Linked DNA regions of Cricetulus griseus: region 2 is linked to region 1. Evidence: chromatin contacts called from public Hi-C data. All regions are on one chromosome and are shown on one strand. Each heading gives the region's core, a stretch centred on a gene start, on an enhancer-like site or on the middle of the called end of the contact. The rest is flanking DNA. Distances are from core to core; before and after follow the strand shown.

What was found. A called contact is a pair of places that touch in the nucleus more often than the background predicts.
Region 2: a contact with region 1 is called in a Hi-C map of liver, with 3 times the contacts expected there. The contact joins the enhancer-like site here to the promoter of LOC100756748 in region 1. A contact is called at or near these places in 3 of 8 Hi-C or Micro-C datasets (the CHK-Q cell line, the CHO-K1 cell line and liver).

What each region holds. Positions count from the first base shown.
Region 1 is chr8:56,688,117-56,690,838 of CriGri-PICRH-1.0, forward strand. LOC100756748 (cytochrome P450 26B1) reads left to right here and starts at 1,372. Exons shown (of 6, transcript XM_027428537.2): 1 at 1,372-2,328. The coding sequence starts at 2,125.
Region 2 is chr8:56,851,868-56,854,567 of CriGri-PICRH-1.0, forward strand. The region is part of intron 1 of LOC118239270 (a long non-coding RNA gene); the gene reads right to left. Among named protein-coding and RNA genes, the nearest start is that of Dysf, 420 kb to the right of the region's middle. Within about 2 kb of position 1,259, at least 1 of the 6 cell types and tissues checked has open chromatin away from gene starts, as enhancers often do. A contact at or near this core is called in the CHO-K1 cell line, where this site is marked.

The sequences.
Region 1 (2,722 bases), core at 122-2,621:
GGCACACGCTCTGGGTTCTCTGTGGCCGGCTCTGAGGAGGTGGCCACACTCACAGACATGTTTATTATTCAAACATTCAAACATGCAGGCCTCCTAGTTGCAGGGGCCACCGCATTTGTCTCAGGCACTGGACAATTTCTGGGACCAGTATTACAGTTAGTTAAGGGAATGCAGGCTGCTGACTTGTAACTACATACGGTGTGTGCGTGTGTGTGTGTGTGTGTGTGTGTGTGTGTGTGTGTGTGTGTGTGGGTGGGTGGGTGGGTGGTGTGGTGGTGGTGGGTGTGGCGGCGGCGGCGGGGTGGTGGCTGCGGTGGTCCTCGGAGGTGTCGGAGAGGAGTTCAGCGTCAGTAGCCCGGGACAAACACAGCGACTGGTGACCCTCCCGCCTTGGAGGGTAAGAAACAAGTGGACCTTGACAACTGAGGTTTGGAGATTAGGAATGAGGACCCTGCTGGAGACAGTTGCAAGGGAATGACACAAACGTGGTACTTGCTGTCTGCAGGGGTTCCCGCGGAATCCGCGGGATGGGGTACCAATAGAGACTTCTGAAAACCCCCAGTCGAGGGGGGCAGTCTGACAAGGACCTTCTACAACGGGACTGCTGGAAGCTGGAGGACGGGTTCGAGAACCTAGGAGGGAGAAAAAGCGGGAGCGAAGTAGTTTAGTAGCCAAATGGGCACCAAGACAGTGCGCACCGCGCGCGCTCGTGTGTCGTGTGTGTGTGTGTGTGTGTGTGTGTGTGTGTGTGTGTGTGTGTGTGTGTGTGTGTGTGTGTGTGTGTGGTATGTGGTGTATATGTGTATGGTGTGTGTGTGCGAGCGCGAGCGCGATTGTGTGTGCACGCGCTCTGGGGCGTGTGTCTCATCTCATCTGTCTGTAGGTGCTGGACTCGGCGAGACGCGGGCGAGAAGGAAAAGAAGGCGCGAGGTGAACTGAGTTTGATCCGGAGGCGCCTACAAGTGGGTCCCCGGCGGGCCGCGGGCGGGGCGGCTGGGCGGGAGGCCGGCGGGAGCTCACACGCTCGGCAGCCGGCCGGCCTCTCACCACGCCTCCCGCTTTGTGAGCGCGCCCAGGGGGGGTGCTGGCTGTGTGCCCACGGCGCGCCTCCCGCCTCTATATAAACACACGCATCGCCTTGCCTTGGATCAAATCAGATTGAGAGACGCTTTTCAAACCACCATCCCTGAAGTCCTGCCTTCTGCTTTCCCCCTCTTTTATCCTCTTTTGCCGTTCTTTCTTTCTTTTTTTCCCCCCTCCTCTCTTTTCTTTCCCCCAACAGCAACTCCAGAGCCGAGAGACTGCGTCCCGGGACAGACTGCCTTTTCTTAATTGATAGATAGCCGGGCTCGGGTTTTCCACCTCCTCCCCCAACCCCACCCCGCCTCACCCCTCCTCCCGCCGCCGCCGCCCCAGAGCCCGCCCGGGGCTCTGTCGCCGGCTGCGTCCCTTCCCGGCTGCGGCCCGCCGACTCCGCACTCGCGCTCAGGCCAACGCGCCCGCCTCGCACGCCTCTGGGTGCCCTCTGGGTGCCGCGGCCGCTCCAGCCTCTGCACTCGCCTCATCTGGGGAGCCTTTTCCCAAGCCCCCAAAGTTTCTGGGTTCGTTGGAATTTTGGATTCCTATTTTTTTTCCTTTTTATGCACCTAGGAATTTTGAAGGGATACTTTTGATAAATTGATCGCAATTTCCGCTAGCTCTCGGTTCCCCTTATTTTTGCCCACCTCGCTTTGAGCAGGGAAGGAGCTTCCGAGAGGCTCCTGGTGGATAAAGTTTTTCAAAGTTTTTCTAGTGTGATGGTTGGGGGGGAGAGCAAGCTCACCAACTTGACTGAGCTCCACCTCACCTCCCCAGAGCAGCCCTAAGCCCGCATAAAGGGACAAACAAACAAACAAACAAACAAAGTTACACCTAGAGTCGCCTTGTATCTTCTCTCTTCTTCCAGGAAATCTTTTTCCTCCCTCTCTTCGACCACCTCTCAGCCTTTCTCTCGGCCCTATCTCCTGGTTTTCGCCGAGGGGTGCCAGGACCCCCGGCTGCAGCCTCCCCTCCCCCGTCACTCTGGTCCGGCCCTCCCCTCCCCCTTCGCGGCCCGCACAGCCAATCCCCCGAGCGGCCGCCAACATGCTCTTTGAGGGCTTGGAGCTGGTGTCGGCGCTGGCCACCCTCGCCGCGTGCCTGGTGTCCGTGACGCTGTTGTTGGCGGTGTCGCAGCAGCTGTGGCAGCTACGTTGGGCTGCTACCCGCGACAAGAGCTGCAAGCTGCCCATCCCCAAGGGCTCCATGGGATTCCCGCTCATCGGAGAGACCGGCCACTGGTTGCTACAGGTAAGCGCACTCGACCAGCTGCTCCTAGAGTCCGCTAGCCACGGGTACCCGGCCAGGGGGCGCCGGTAGCTCGGACACTCGGAGGGACGCGCCGGTTCCCGCCCCGCCCCTTCTCTGCCTCAATCGGCGCCGCCTGGGTTTCCCCAGCTCGCCTGCAGCTCGGCTCGGAGTCCTCCTGCTCCCGGTGAAGGTGGGGAGTAGGGGTGGTGTGAGCAGAGAGGGATCCCAAATGTGACGCGCCTGGGTTTTGGGCGCCCAAGGAGGGGTGCTCGAATAGGTCTGCGGAGCAAGTCTGGAGGGGCGTTGCTTAGCTTTCGCCTCTGTCTCTGAGCCCCAGTCTGTGTTAGCGCCCTGGGTATTTATCTAGACGCTGAGAGGTAAAGGAGGAGAGGGC
Region 2 (2,700 bases), core at 9-2,508, 160 kb after region 1:
CATGTTTGCATTCTCTGAAGCAGCAGGTAGAGCCCATGACAGGTGGCCAATCAATAATGGTTGAATTGATGAAACAGAAGAAGCTGTCCAAGTCCCTGTGGAACTGCAGTTCTAACCGGGGTGGTGGTGTGGCGAGCATCACACAATGGATGGAAGCAGCTTTAGAGGTAGACAGAGAGGCCCTCCTTCACTCAGACACATCTAATTTAGAATTTGTGATGCTTTTTACAAGGCTAGAGAGGAACTGGGCCCTGCTGATGGAATGTGTGCTGAACAAACTCCTGGGGGACAGAGGTGATCACACCAGGCCCTGTCGGCCTCCGGGTGCACAGCCTGTTCCAGATGGCAGCGATCACTGTCCCTAGTACAGAAAACTTGCACAACACCAGCTTGCTTGGGAGCAGTTAGCCTGTCAATCACAGGGGAACTCTGACCTTATCTATGAAGCAGCCAGACTGTTCCCTTGACCGTGATGTCTTAATGGCCATTTAGGGTGATTGGTATGTTTAAGGAACATAAAATTTTATGTTGTTAAAGCTAAACCATTCGCAGCCTCTGTCTGTCTTTTCTTAGGGCAGCTCAGAGCCATTCATAGTTTTCAAATAAGAGTCTATGGCCAGGAGTCTGCCATGGCTAACTGTATGTGAGCCTGAGCCTGGGCTCATGGGCTCCTCCTAATGCAACAAGGGACAGCCTCATTCCTTCTGCCAGCCTCTGTTTCTTCTGCCCAGTGTTCTGGCTGGAGATCTGAGCTCCAAGGCTGGAGGCAGAAGATGTCTTATTCACCTCTCCAAGCTTCAGACTACCCGGGGAAGAGCAGACATCTAGGTAAGCTCTGGCAAGTTGGTAGGAGAGAAGAGGTCCAGGGGAAGTAGACAGAGGGAAGGGGTGCTGCTCCATGGTTACAACCCAGGATCTCAGGGGGCAGTCAAGGAGTTGTAGAAGGCACCTTGGCCATCTGGGAAATGACTTCCTTCCATCTCAGGCCAGAAAAGGAGCAGGAAATGGAGTCAAGGTGAGGTTAGAAAGCTACTGGGCTCCTGAGGGAATATTTGCCCCTTCTCTGGGGTCTCTACACTAGACCTTGTGAATTTCAGCTCACCTCTCTGTCATAGGATAGCAACATGTATTCAACACTCTGGGAGCTGTTTTCTGTGGCCACCTCCTGTTTGGCTGTCCTCTCAGTGCTTCCTGGCCTGCCCTAGAGGCTTGACTGGCATTGCCACCTCCCGCAGGAATAGCTGCTGGAGCTCTTCCCAGGGGAGCAGCATGGCCTAGTGGCTGCAGAGCGGGACTGCAGCCTGGGTATTCATGATCCCCTCAGTATCCTTCCCACCCTGAACTCAGCATATCAGGGTTAGGGTCAGAGTTAGAGTCAGGGTCAGGGTCAGGGTCAGGGTCAGGGTTAGGGTCAGAGTTAGGGTTAGGGTTAGGGTTTAGGGTTTAGGGTTAGGGTCAGGGTTAGGGTTAGGGTTTAGGGTTAGGGTTAGGGTTTAGGGTTAGGGTCAGGGTTAGGGTCAGGGTTTAGGGTTAGGGTTAGGGTTAGGGTTAGGGTTAGGGTTAGGGTTTAGGATAGGATGAGATGGGGCTGCTCCTAGCTCACCCAGCACAACGCACATTCTAGATAGGGTCTCTCCTCTAGCAGGTCACAGCTCCAGCCCAGTGCCTGGCCGAGAGAGAGAGAGAGAGAGAGAGAGAGAGAGAGAGAGAGAGAGAGAGAGAGAGAGAGACAGAGACAGAGACACAGACAGAGACACAGACAGAGACAGAGACACAGAGACAGAGACAGAGAGACAGAGACAGAGAGAGCATAAACATGAATGTACATGTGCAGGTGGAGGTCAGAGGTCAATTTCTGGTGTCACTCTTCAGAAGCCATCCACCCTGTCTTTTGAGATGGGGTCTCTTACTGGCCTGGAACTTGCTGATTCACTTAGACTGGCTGGCGAGTGAGACCTAGGGATCCTCTGGTCTCTCTCTGCCTTCCCAGTTCTGGGGTTACAAGTGCATGCCACTATGCCTAGACATTTTGGCATAGGTGCAGGGAATCACACTCAAGTTCTCCTGCTTACAGAGCAAGCACTACCAACTATTTCCCCAGCACAAGAGGAGTTTTCACCTGGACCCTTGACTGGGTGCCCTACTAGAAAGAAAGGTTTTGAGGGAGAAAGGCAAGAGAGAGAGGGTTCACTCAGGAATACTCAATAAAGGATAACCCTGGGAAGGTCTTAGGTGTGGCTTTACATCTGTCCCAGGTACATGCATGGCCATTGAGTGAGGTACTGAAACAGAGAGCAGAGACACCTGCTGGAGACAGGGCAGGCTGTGGAAGGATGAAAGGGGGTAAGGTCTCAGCCCTGGCAGAGTTGTTCCATCAGAATCCAGAGGAAGAGGTCACCATAGGGTGTGAGAAAGGATGCTGTGTGACTGTCCTACAGGTGATGATCTACAGTCCCTCGACTGATAGGAGACTCAGGACAGCTGTCTGCAGTGAGTGGTTCCTCCCCCAGAGGAGGAGTGAAAGGGCTGTACAGTGCTGGGGAGGTCAGAAGAATTGTTAGCCCTTGAAACACAACGGGACCTGGAAAGACCTCTGTTCAGAAATCTCATAGATCAAACACACATACCCCACTGCCTTCCAGTCCCTACAAGGTTTGGGTGACCATAGAAGACTCCTACAGCCAGGGTCCTATTTTTCTT